Regions from separate parts of the Rattus norvegicus genome. Here region 2 is linked to region 1. The links are chromatin contacts, called in public Hi-C maps. All regions are on one chromosome and are shown on one strand. The core of a region is the stretch at or near the end of the contact, and the rest is flanking DNA. Distances in the headings are between cores, read along the strand shown. Region 1 holds the start of Cox4i1 (cytochrome c oxidase subunit 4i1). Region 2 holds the start of Mthfsd (methenyltetrahydrofolate synthetase domain containing).

What was found. A called contact is a pair of places that touch in the nucleus more often than the background predicts.
Region 2: a contact with region 1 is called in a Hi-C map of kidney, with 4 times the contacts expected there. The contact joins the promoter of Mthfsd here to the promoter of Cox4i1 in region 1. A contact is called at or near these places in 6 of 12 Hi-C or Micro-C datasets (the Rat2 cell line, Schwann cells, frontal cortex and 3 more).

Annotation. Positions count from the first base shown.
Region 1 is chr19:65,626,155-65,632,375 of GRCr8, reverse strand. Cox4i1 (cytochrome c oxidase subunit 4i1) reads right to left here and starts at 1,993. Exons shown (of 5, transcript NM_017202.1): 1 at 1,906-1,993; 2 at 862-935. The coding sequence starts at 934. Emc8 (ER membrane protein complex subunit 8) reads left to right here and starts at 2,141. Exons shown (of 5, transcript NM_001012165.1): 1 at 2,141-2,474. The coding sequence starts at 2,253.
Region 2 is chr19:66,082,526-66,088,869 of GRCr8, reverse strand. Mthfsd (methenyltetrahydrofolate synthetase domain containing) reads left to right here and starts at 1,990. Exons shown (of 8, transcript NM_001401041.1): 1 at 1,990-2,043; 2 at 3,791-3,897; 3 at 5,116-5,229; 4 at 6,091-6,204. The coding sequence starts at 2,028.

The sequences.
Region 1 (6,221 bases), core at 744-3,243:
CTGTGGAAGGTCCACCTCACGTTATCTTAGTCTCAGTGCCTAACACTGGTAGGAAGAACAGCTTCACAAGTGCCAAGATAACGTGGTGACATGCCAGGCTCAGAACCAAACCTTGCATGTCTGTATATTTCAGCTGAGAAGGCCGATCCTTACAACAGCAGGAGCTAGCCATGATTGCAATGCAATCCGCACAGCTCTGACTCAAGCCCACCCAACGGCCTTTGCTTCCACTGCTTCCAGGATGGAAACAGAAGGGGGGCTTAAGAGGGTCAGAGTTTTGTGGGTGGAAAAGATTAGAGTAAGATATGGAGACAGACAGAAGGGACAGAACTTTACCGGTGTGGTACTGTACCTTTAACCATAGCATTCAGGAGGCAGAGTCAGGAACCCTGAGAGTTCAAAGCCAGTCAGAGCTGCACAGTGAGACTGGAAGGAAGGGCAGAAGGAGGGACGGAAGAGAGAACTAGAAAACAAACTGTGAGAGGAAACTAAAGCAAGCCAAGATCCTGGCGAACAGGATTTATCTATGCTCCTTCAAGCAGACAACCGTCCTGTTCAAATTCTCATCTCTCCCTAAAATCCCCGCAAGGTCAAGCTACCAGACATCTTTGTTAAAATCCTAGCACAGGATCTTAGACTTAGGGGCAAAATGACATTAAGTTGGCCTATTTGAAAGTAACAGTCCTTAGCCAGGCCTGGTGGTGCACATCTTTAATCCCAGGGAACTCGGGAGGCAAAGGCAGAGGCAGAGGCAGGTTAAGTCTCTGAGCTCCAAGGCAGCTAGGGCTACCCAGAGAAACCCTGTCATGAGAAACCAAAGAAGGAAAACAGAAAAGGAAAGGAAGTAAAAGCCCCACTTACCATGTGCCCGAAGGCACACCGAAGTAGAAATGGCTCTCTTGCCAATTAGGCTAAGTGCCCTGGTAGCCAACATTCTGAAAGATAAAAAACGTATATCCCTAACAATGAGAGAAAACACCTTTTAGCACAAGTCTTTTTGCCACAGAACATTGAGGAAGTAAACGCAACTTATTCCCCCAACGTTAAAAAAAATTTTTTTGGTATGATTTCATCAGCTTTTTAAGGCACAGGCTGACCTTACCATATCTACCTCATAAGAGCTGGCATTGCAGGCCAGAGGCGTGCACCCAGAAGCCAGTTTTTATTACTGAGGAGAAGGCATGAAATAGCACAGGATAAGGTTCTTCTACTCAGTACACATTTACAGAGCTTCCTGATATCAAACCAAGGGCTGTGATATACATACATGGCTTTGGCCACTTACTAGAAAACGCAGCTTTTTAAAGATTAACTAGAAGGCCAGAATGACTGAAACTGCTAGAACTCGGTATAGCACGGTGCCACCACGAGCTGTTCCTCTCTGTGGCGGTGGGAGCACCGCCTGCGGACTTGGTTTTATTTTAAAAATCGACTTGCGCAGAGACTGCGAAGGACAAGCGGAGGAGGCCGCCCAAGCCCTAGCCCTGGCGCGCTTCCCGTCCCTGCGGCCCGCAGGCGACCTGGATGACCCTGTCACCCGCCCCAGCGACCCGAGCTCCACGCCTCACTTTAACACAACCCCTCTTGATTTCGCTCCCCGAGAGCGAACGCCCGAGACCGCAAAAAACAACGCCCGTGGCGGCAGAAACCGTAGCGTGACGTCAGGACTCAGCTCGCTGTCCCTCGGGCCTGGCGGAGCGGGAACGCCCGATGCTGGGCAGGCCGGAACCGAACGGCAAATGGGGACCCAAGACAACAGATCCGCCCGGGAAGCGGGCGCCCCAAGGTCACGGAGCTGCTCAAGTCCCGAGTCCGGGGGCGCCTCGGAGGCACCGCTCCGGCCCCGGCGCTCCAGGATCTCGGCCCATGGCCGCGCCGCCCTCACCCGCTGTCAAAGGCCGTCACCTGCCACTGCTGCCCAGGCGACCGCCGCGACCGCCCTCTACACCCCGGGTGCTCGCGACCGGAAGAGCGGGTCCCGCACCGGAAGAGCAAGACGGTGCCGCGAAGCATCGCGGGAATCGAAGAAGCCCCGCCCACGTCCATCAGCTTCAGATCGCGGTGCGGCAGCTGTCGCGAAAGGCCGAGCAGGCCGCGCTGCTTTCTGGCAGACGCTAGCTAGCGACTACGCTTTCCGGCGGGCGGACTGAGGCGGGAGGCTGTAGCTGGTGGTGGGAGCTCATCTTAGCGTGCAGTGGGGTCGTGTTTCGTACTGTGGTGCGTTGGTCGCGACGCGACCAGCTAGGCTCAGCATGCCTGGCGTGAAGCTGACCACCCAGGCCTACTGCAAGATGGTGCTACACGGCGCCAAGTACCCGCACTGCGCCGTCAACGGGCTTCTGGTGGCAGAGAGGCAGAGGCCGCGCAAGGAACATCCTCCCGGCGCGGGCAACCACACTCTCTTCGTGGACTGCATCCCGCTCTTCCACGGCACGCTGGCTCTGACGCCCATGCTGGAGGTGGCGCTCACCCTAGTAAGCTCGGGGCCACGGCGGGGTTCTGGGCTGGGCGAAGTCAGGCGCCCTTCGAGGGAGGAGGAGCGCCTGCTCCCGAGTACGCAGCCTAACGAGCGAGCTCTCGAAGTTTCGTAAAATTACCAAGAAACCGAGTGTGGTGTACATTCTTAAAGGCAGCGCTCGGGATAGGGAGGCAAGCGGATCCTGAGTTCGAGGCCAGCCTGGTCTACATAGTGAGACCTGGGATGGCTAACGTTTAAAGTTTAAGCTTAATGTGCTTGTGAGACCACAGAGTGGGGAAGATGCCTATAGCATGTGAACCTCTAGTTTTACAGACTGTATTTTGTCGGCCTGTCCCCCCCCCCCAGAAGCTGAAGACTATTGTAAAACTTGCTGTTTTAGCAAGATTATAAGTCATAATACCGACTGCTATTTCTGCTTTTGTAATCAATCTTGCTTCCTCTGCTCAAGAGACAGTTGCAAGACCCAGATTTATAACTTTGTGGAGTTTGCCTTTATAAAGCCCTAGATTGCTATGGCCAGGCGCTACGTCTTGGGAGCTCTCTCAGGTGCTGTCCTGAGGCACCAGAGATACAAATCTGTCCTGCTGCCAGTATTAGAATTAAAAGCTTCCGGATGTAAAACAACCCACTCTCAATACAGCTTCATTTACATCTCAGAATGAGCTCTGGATGTAAAACCTGAGCTGGCACGGGAGGAAATGCTAATATTGTCTCCCCCTCCCGCCCCCAAAATGGCTGCATTGAATCTCAGACTTGCTTTGAATGTAGCCTCACACTAGCCCCTGACCACCAAAACTTCCTGCTCTAGGTTCTTGGGAACTGGGATTGCAGACATAACTAGCATTCCTTGACATCTTATTTCTTCTTTTGATTTTTGGGAGTCAAGGTTTCACTTTAGTGGGCTTGGCTGGTCTGGGACTCTGTAGAATCCTCACACAGTTCAGCCCGCCTCCATCTCCTGAGGGCCAGGACTAAAGCTGTGTACCACCACCACACCCTGCTCTTCCACTAATTTACATTAAAACACCTAAGGAAATTTCCGGCATGACTACAAGTGCCTTTAGGCAAATTGTCTTGTTTACTGGTTAAAGATTCTTTCTAAGGTGGAGGAAGATTTGGGGTGATACTTAGTCCCTGAAGAAGTGTGCTTTTAGTGCCTGAAGTATCTGAGGATTCCTGTGCTTGTTTCTGGCCACTGTCTTTTTTTTAAGATTTATTTATTTTTATTTCTATGAGTACACTGTTGCTGTCCTCAGACACATCAGAAGAGGGCATTGGATCCCATTACAGATGATTGTGAGCCACCATGTGGTTACTGGGAATTGAACTCAGGACCTTGGAAAGAGCAGTCAGTGCTCTTAACCTCTGAGCCATCTCTCCAGCCCTCTGGGAACTGTCTTAATTGCCTGTTAGGGAGTTGCAGGTGGCTGCATCTGGAGCTTTCCACCCGACCGTACCCTGACTTCAATAGTAGGACAGGATTCTCAGGTTCTCCCCTGAGCATGACTATGGTGGGTCAAGCCTGGGGCTCAGTTAGACTTTCGTTTGTAGCATTCCGACAAGCTCTATACAGAAGAACGCAAGCACCAGCTAAAAGGGGCTAGAGAGATGGTTCAGTGGTTGCTCTTGTAGAACAGTCCTAAGGTCAGCACCTATGACAGCCAGTAACTCTGTCTCCAGACTCCCTGTTGGGGCTTCTGTGGGCACTGCACTCACGTGCCCATACCCACTTGTAGATCCGAAATTAAAAGTAAAACAAGAGCCAAGCAAAGTGGCCTTTTAAGTTCTTAAAAGTTCAAGGCCAACCTGATCTACAGAGCTAGTCCCAAGAAAGCACTACATATAACGCCCTTCCTTAACATTTCTGGCTCAGCAAAGCTAGGATGGTTGGGGCATTCAAGTATCCAGCCAGCCCAGCACCCCAGGCCATGTGAACTGCCTTGGAACCTTCACATTTGAGGCAGTCTGACTGTCAACTATCTGGGACTCTGCACCAAATGCTGTGATCACTCTCTTCCAGTGCTGTCCTCCACTGTGTCCTTTTAACAGTGTGGAAACACTTGAGTTCCCGGCACATAATGTGATAGTTCTCAGGCCTGGCCTGGGCTCCATTGTGATGAATCCCAATGCCTGTGGACTGTCTCTCTCAGACTCTTGTTGAGTCTATCCCTTTATGCCTGTCAGCATCTAGTCTCAGGTGAACCACCCTCTGCAGTGGGCAGGCTGCAGGCTCCCCTTGAAGGACTAGGGTCTGACAGTACCTCTCTGAACTGGTGTCTTATCTGTCTCCAGGATGTGACCCCATCCCCATGGGAGCAGCAAAGACCCTTAGAGCAGTACACCCAATGCTCCCTGTCTCTCTGCTCATATTTCCTTACCCTCTATACCTTCCCCAATACACAGAGTTCCTAATACTGTTCCCTCCTGCACACGCCCTCTTCCTTGAATATCTTACACCACTCCCCCTGGGCTGTCTGTCTAACCAGCCCTGTGGCACCTGGGTCTCTTCAGTTTGTACTGTTTACTTTGCAACCTTGCACGCCGAAGGCCAGGAGAGGTCTCTGGGTTTGGAGCCTGCAGCTGTGCAAACGCAGGCAGAACCCATGCAGTTCCTTCAGTGAGGCCCGATCCTGGTGGCTCCCACTACCGAGGAGCTCACACTGGAATGATTGTTGGATGTGGTAAAGACAAGCCAGCTACTTCTTAATGTGTGCTCTGCCAAAGGGCGGCATGAGACTCCTTTGAAGGGATTTCTGTTCTCATTTTCCATTAGACAAAAATCCTTGCATTTCCGGTACTTTTCATCTGTTTAAGTACTTATGCCTATTATTTATCCTCAAGCCCTTTGACGTAGGCAGTGAAGGAATTACTCCTAATAGCAAAAACCCATAAAAAGGCCGGTAGGGAAATTAGCGTAACCCTGTTTCTCTAAGCCCGTTTGTCTTTCCCCTGCCTTGGTTTCTGCTGCTGCGGGCAGTTCTGCATTCTGCTCAGATGACCCATCTGCCCTGGGTTCTGTCCCTCAGCATGCGGCCCCCTCCGCCAGCTTCTCTTCCAAGGAAAAGTCAGGGCTGGCCTTAGAAGTAGCTCAGTGAAACCCTGAAGCCAAAGCCTGCTTCTTGCTGCAAACAGGAGGTTTGACCAGGTGACCCTCCACTTATGGTGATGCACGGTGGGGAGTGGTATGGCTCTTAGCCTTGCCTGGTCTTTGGTAATTATGGAGTCTCCTGAGATAGATAATAGTGCGTAGGTACAGGGTTAGCAGGCTGCCGAGAGGGGCCGTGTGCAGTCCTAACAGGAACCAAAGGGTTGGCCCTGGCCCCTGGACAACTCTCCAGTGTGACTGTCCCAGAACAGCATAGAGGACATTGAGCAGAGAGAAAGGTTCACACCCAGCTAAGAGCCTTCGTCCCCTGTGAAGGCAAAGATGAGTCTGAGGAGACTATGGTGTCTATCTGAGATTCACTTATCTCCCTGTGGTCCTGCACAGTGGTAGAAGCATGGGTTTTCACATAGCCATGCTGAGAAGGTGGACATTAGAGGTCAGCTTCGGGTCGTGCTTTATCGTGGCTCACCTGGGAGGGGGCAGGTTATGTGATTGTGCCACCACTCCAGACCACCCAGCTTTTCATGTGCTGTTGGACTTCCCTCAGGGCTCTGAGGCCTTTGTATGCCTGTCCAACAGTCTGTTTCCATCCTAACACCTCACTCTTCAGAGGCCACCTAAGCATGGTCAGTTTGT
Region 2 (6,344 bases), core at 741-3,240, 460 kb before region 1:
CCGTAATTGTCAGCTACACCAGCAAGTGTGTATCTGCTTGTATCTGCTGCCAGGCCACACACAGTGGGAGAGGACATCAGGGCAAGGTAGACCCCATGCTGTCGGGATCCTTTCCTTTTTTAATTAAAAATGTTTTGCATTTATTTGTTTCGGGGAAGGGGACGTGCACCAGACTGACTTGCTGTGGTCGTAGGGCAGCTCCCCGGAGTCAGAAGTCAGCTCTGTTCTTCCACCATGTAAGTCCTGAACTCTGAGGCCTTGCTTCATAATCCAAAAGAAATAAACAGATGGCTGTTAAAACCTGCTGGAGGGGTGTTCTCTCTGTTTCCGGGGAAACATGTTAAATCTAAGATAGGGCTTCAGGAGAGTGGGCTAGGTAGCCCGGTGTCCACGCGGAAGGGTGCTGGTCAAAAGCCCAGGTCCCAGTCCTTTCTCTGAGGACAACCTGACATCGTATTGACAATTCTAGAAACCAGAGGACACCAAACGGACAGGACACTGCTGTCCCTCCATACTACACACTTCAGTCAGAGGCATTTGGGTTAAGAAAGGGCTCGATCGGTCAAATGCTTGCCTAGTAAGGAGCACCCATGTTAAAGAATAAAAATAAAAATCTGGGTATGTCAGTTGCACTTAGGGAGGAAGAGGAAGAGAAAAAGGAAGATGAGGTTTCGGGCAGGGCAGAAAAGCAAACATTTGCCAGGCATGGTAGTTCACAACTTTACTCCCAGCTATTGGAAGAAGAGGCAAGTGGGTGTGTGATTTCAAGGCCAGCCTGGTCTACATGACGAGTTGTAGGCCAGCCAGGGCTGCATGGTCAGACCCTGTCTCAGAAGAAGTGCACCATTCATTTTGGTGATTAGTGAACAGAAAGAGTGGAATGCTAACACACTTCATCCAACCAATGGGAGAATCCATGAGATGGCAGCCATGAGGCCACCTTTCCCAGCGAGGGAGCGGTTTGGGGAAGTCTTGTCAAGGTGCAAAGGTAAGCTGCAAAACAGACAGCAGGTCATTGACCCCCAGCCCCCATCCCCGACCAATCTGAGGCTGGGGTGTGTGGGGCTGGGTGGCCAAGGCAGACTTGTACACCCTCAGCCGAATCGGATGCTCCAAATGCACAGTATGGTGGGTGACTACAAGTTCACGTGGGCGTGCGGGCACACACACACACACACACACACACACACTTTATGAGACTGGAGCCGGATGCCAGAACGGGCATGACCAACAAGGCTGGAGATGGACAAGGCCAGTGGGTGTGTGTAAATGACCAATGAGGAATCAGAAGCTTCCTGGCCCAGCATATCTGCATTTCTGCTGTGCCTGGCTTACAACCCCCTTCATTTCAGGAGTGCTTTTTCTTTCCTTAATAAACAGTTTTTATTCTATAACTAACCACGTGTTCCTGGTACAATTCTTGGCAAAGGAAGCTGGAAATCCTAGATCCACCCCTATATACAGGTTTCCTTGTTAACCTTTAATTTCAAGAGATGTTTCTACAAGTACTATACATACCTGCATGTATGTTGGTATGTTCCATATAGTTTTGTGTGTGCATGATGTGTGTATATGAGCGCATAACACAGCCCAGGTTGTGAAGGTCAAAAGACAAGGGAGTCATTTTTCTCCTTCCACCCTGTGTGTGGGTCCGGAGGAATGAACTCAAGTTGTCGGGCTTGGCAGCAAGTGTCTTCACTCTCTGAGCCATCTCGTCGGCACTATAGTGTAATATGTTCCATACAGTACAAATGCATGCGTTTTGTGTGTGTGTGTGTCCCGGGAAGTCCCGCGCATCCATGTTCTAAGGAGGCTCCAGCAGTGGCCTCGAACTTCTAAGGCGTCCGGTGCTACTTCAGGTAATCCTAAACCTGGAACGGGAGCCCCGCCCACTGCACCATGCGCGCATGCGCGTGCATCGCGGGTACTTAGCTTCAGTGCGCAGGTGCAACGCGAAGCGCATGCGTCTGACGTCATCGGTGCGCCGACAAGCTCTACGGGAGGCGTCGCTCGGTGACGTGTTGGTCATGGAGGCCCGGGCGGGTGAGCAATGCAGAGGGCTATGGGGAAACCGAGGCTGGGACAGAGTGGTTGTCCCCGTTGCCCCCACGCGTAGGGAGGACAAGGCTTGGCCTGGGACGCCAAGGCTGACAGCGGGGAGGGAGGGTCAGTCTCGCCCTCACCCTGCCGGGCTAGACAGGTTTAAATCAGCCAAGGCTGGGGATGGCCGCTGGGTCGAGCACTCTCCTAGTAGATTCTCTCTGCCTGCGCTGCAAAGCGTTTTCAACAAGTAGGAAGTGACAGATTGGAAAGCATACATTGCTGGACAGTGGGGTCTGCTGATGCAAACGCTGTGTTAGGGCTGCGAGTGAGAGACAGAGACACGGTGGGGAAGGGTAAGAGCGTCGGTTGCTCAACAAGCCTATGCAGTGGCTCACAAGTCCAGTACCACGGGAAGGGATCTAATGCCCTCTGGCACCTGTATACACCACCCCGCAGGTTGCTCGCGGTGCACATATATAATAAATACATCTTTGTTTTCTTTTTCTTCGAGTCAGGGTTCTTCTGTGTAGTCCTGGCTGCCCTAGAACTCACTCTACTTCAGTCTGGCCTCTAAATTAAATGGCCTTCCGAGAACTGCGATTAAAGGCTTGCACCACCAAGGCACCGGCCATAAATAACAAAAAAGACAAATGTGCTTTCTATACACCAGCCTTGTGAGGTGTGTGAGGTCATTTGTTAGATTTAACAGTTTAAAAGGACAGGTTGGGGGTGTGACTCAGTGATAGGGTTCTCGATTAGCACACTTAACGCCTCAGGTTTGACCCACTGGATCACTAAATAATTCAAAAGACTACTGTCATAGTCAGGGTTTCTATTTCTGCACAAAATCATGATCAAGAAGCAGGTTGGGGAGGAAAGGGTTGGTTCAGCTTACACTTCCACATTGCTGTTCATCACCAAAGGGAGTCAGGACAGGAACTCAAGCAGGTCAGGAAGCAGGAGCTGATGCAGAGGCCATGGAGGGATGTTACTTACTGGCTTGCTTCCCCTGGCTTGCTCGGCTTGCTCTCTTATAGAACCCAAGACCACCAGCCCAGGGATGACACTACCCACAATGGGCTGGGTCCTCCCCACTTTGATCACTAGTTGAGAAAATGTCTTACAGCTGGGTCTCATGGAGGTATTTCCACAACTGAGGCTCCTTTCTCTGTGATAACTCCAGCTTGTGTCAAGTTGATACATAAAATCAGCCAGTACAACTACCTTCTAGCCAGACCTAGTGGCTTGCTTACACGTAACCCTTGCTACTTGGGGACTGAAGGAAAAGCCCTTCAGGTTCAAGCCTCATCTTGAACAGAGCAACGCCCTGCCTCAAAAAGGTGTGTAGCTCACTCATAGAGTGCAGGATCCCCTGGTACTGCAAAGAAAAGACTACAAATTAACTTCCAGCTAGGTTTTTACAGTATACTCCCGCTTCCTAGCAGAAAAGAAGGAACTTCTCTTAACTGATGAGGGAGCTTGAGGGAAATCTAATATTTTCAGTTATCTTTTTTTTTTTTTCTTTTCTTTTTTTCGGAGCCGGGGACCGAACCCAGGGCCTTGCACTTGCTAGGCAAGCGCTCTACCACTGAGCTAAATCCCCAACCCCTATTTTCAGTTATCTTAAGCTGGTCTGATGTGGTCACAAATTCCCAAGCATGTGGTGTCACAGTGGCCGGTGTGCATGTGCCCACGTGCATTGTGGGATTGCTTCTTACCAGCACGTCACAGTCCTCCGTCGTTATAGGAGATGTCTCCAAGCAAAGCATACGTGAACGGATTTGGGACTACATGGAATCCCATAATATAGCTGATTTTCCCCGACCTGTTCATCACAGGATCCCCAACTTCAAGGTATAGAAGTGTTCCCAGGGTTGTTAGAAGGGGATCAAGCTATTCGAGTCACTGACACAGATCCATTGCTCTCTGGTAGGATGGATTTGGAGGTCAGAGGCAGAGTCTTGGAGGGCATGTGGTGTTCTGATGAGTCCTACTCCATCACCCCTTGGGCCTTGGGCCACAATCTCTGCACTGCAGAGGCTACCAGTGCTTGTCACAGAGCTGGCCTCCATTAGCCACTTAGGGAGGGGCTTGTGGATCCCACAGAGGGAAGCCCAGCCTTTCTACCATCCCCGGGCCTCAGTTTCCTAACTGTTCAAAAATATAAGTCAACCCAGGACAGTTTACATGGAAAATAGCTCACCTTAAAGAGGCCGTGTAAGCCAAGTGCTGGCCTAGGCTGGCCATCCTGGCAGGGGGAGGCAGGGGGATCAGGAGTTTAAGGTCATCTACAGCTACATTGTGACTTGAAGGCCTGACTAGGCTGCAGAAGACCCTGTCTCAGAGAGAGAGGGCGATATAGTTTGTGGTCATTGTTTTGGGTTTTTGAAAAAAAAATCCGAAGTGCTTTGTGAAGACATGTCAAGGCCCTAGTGGGCTTAAAACCAGGCATCCATCCACCAGTACCCTGTGTTGCCTGGACTTTCTCCCTACACTGGCCTAGCTCTGGCCCTGACTGAGCGTGCTGCAGACTGTAGGGCCCCTGGAGACTGTCCCTCCTTGTAGTTTTGTTTCTGTGCTCTGTGGGAGACAGATGGATATGGAGTGCAGGGAAGAAGGCTCGGGAAGCCCAGGACAGGCTCGTGGTCTCAAAAGTGAATCAAACGAGTGAGAGTGAAGGAGGCCCTTGGGCATCAGGCTCCTTGACTGGGTGGTGCTTACACCACAGACTGCACTTGAGATTTGCGCTCTCTTCAGTTTTCTTTTAGTAAAAACTGAGTTCTGGGCTAGCCCCTTTCCACCCTGTGCTCTTGCTGTCTCCTTGGGGGGAATCTGGGCTCTTATATCTGGGTGGATGCTGGGCTGTGATGCCTAGGCCAGACCTGGCCCATGTCTTCTTCACGATGACACGCAGTCACATCTACACAGGGTGCTTCTCGTGCTGCGGAGCATTTCCCACACCTGCATGCTTTCAGTGCGGCCAGAACCATTAAAGTCAATCCTGACGCTCCTCAGAGAAACGCCCGCTTCCTGGTGCTGGAGGTAAGGGTGTCACTGTCTCTGCCTAACTAGGGGTCCTACCTGGCTGGCCAAAGCATCAGAGACCTGGAAGTCTTTGCTGGGACACAGGAAGTGAAAGTGGACCCTGATAAGCCCCTGGAAGGTGTCCGCTTACTGGCACTGCAGGTAACTCCACTTGCCCAAGCTGCCCTCAGTCACAAAGGCTCAACTTCCAGCTGCCTGCCCCCTGAGCACAGTGTATGGAGGTAGACATTCACAACAGTGTATGTCTTCCCTACGCTGTTAATGTTCTAATTCCTTGAAACAAAGAACTCCTCTGTTAGAAATCTGATACTTTGTCTCCCAAACAGAGCAGAGTCTGGGCATAAACTGTGGGCCACTTCTCAGAGCAAAGGGAGCAGCCCAGCATTGACTTAAACTGCCTTATACCATCTCAGTCCGTATAAGACAAGAACTTGGTGTGCGTTTTAATGCTCCCAGCTCTTAAGCAGCTATAACTCCCAAAGCAGGCAGAGTGGTTAAAGATAGCCGCAAAGGTGTCCTGGAGGGACTCGGTGAATGCGATGTTGACTATAGCTCGGGCTGAGCCAAGTCTGCTGCTGTTGGTGCTGCAGTTCCAGCATGGGGCTCTGGGGCTGCCAGAGGCTGTGGGGGCGACTCGCTTGTCTCTCACTGCTATCACAGTCATCCAGAAGCCTCAGCTGTGCAGGTCGCCCTCCACATGGTCCAGGAAGGATAGCAGTGATGTGGGATTCCTACTCTGTTCTCGAAGCTAAGGATTGAGCAGGATTTGGCTCATGAGACTCCAGGGAGCGGCAGGAACTGTGGCTGATGGGGGCGACACGGGATGGACACTCTCCTGTACTGTCACCTGCAGTCCCCTCCTGGCTCTGAGGAGAACCAGGCAGGAGAGAGGAAGCAGCCTGGGTATGCCCAGGCGTTGTTAGCCCATATCCCTCTCCTCTTCTTGCAGTGAGGAAAACATGTACCCGCCCTGTAGTTGACTGACTGTCTTCTCCCTCAAAGAGCAGAAAAACACTGCTGGTCCCAACACCTCGACTGAGGACAGGGCTGTTTAACAAGATCATACCACCCCCTGGAGCCACCAAAGACATACTGAGGAAATGTGCCACCTCCCAGGTGAGTGCTAGAAACCCACACCTTCAGGAATTGTGCTCCTGAGTCAGCGCACTGTAAAGTAGACCACCACTGAGTTTACACAGAGCCATGAGAGCAGTGTGAACAAGTTCTGCAGCTCCATCCCAGCAGTAGACGCTTGA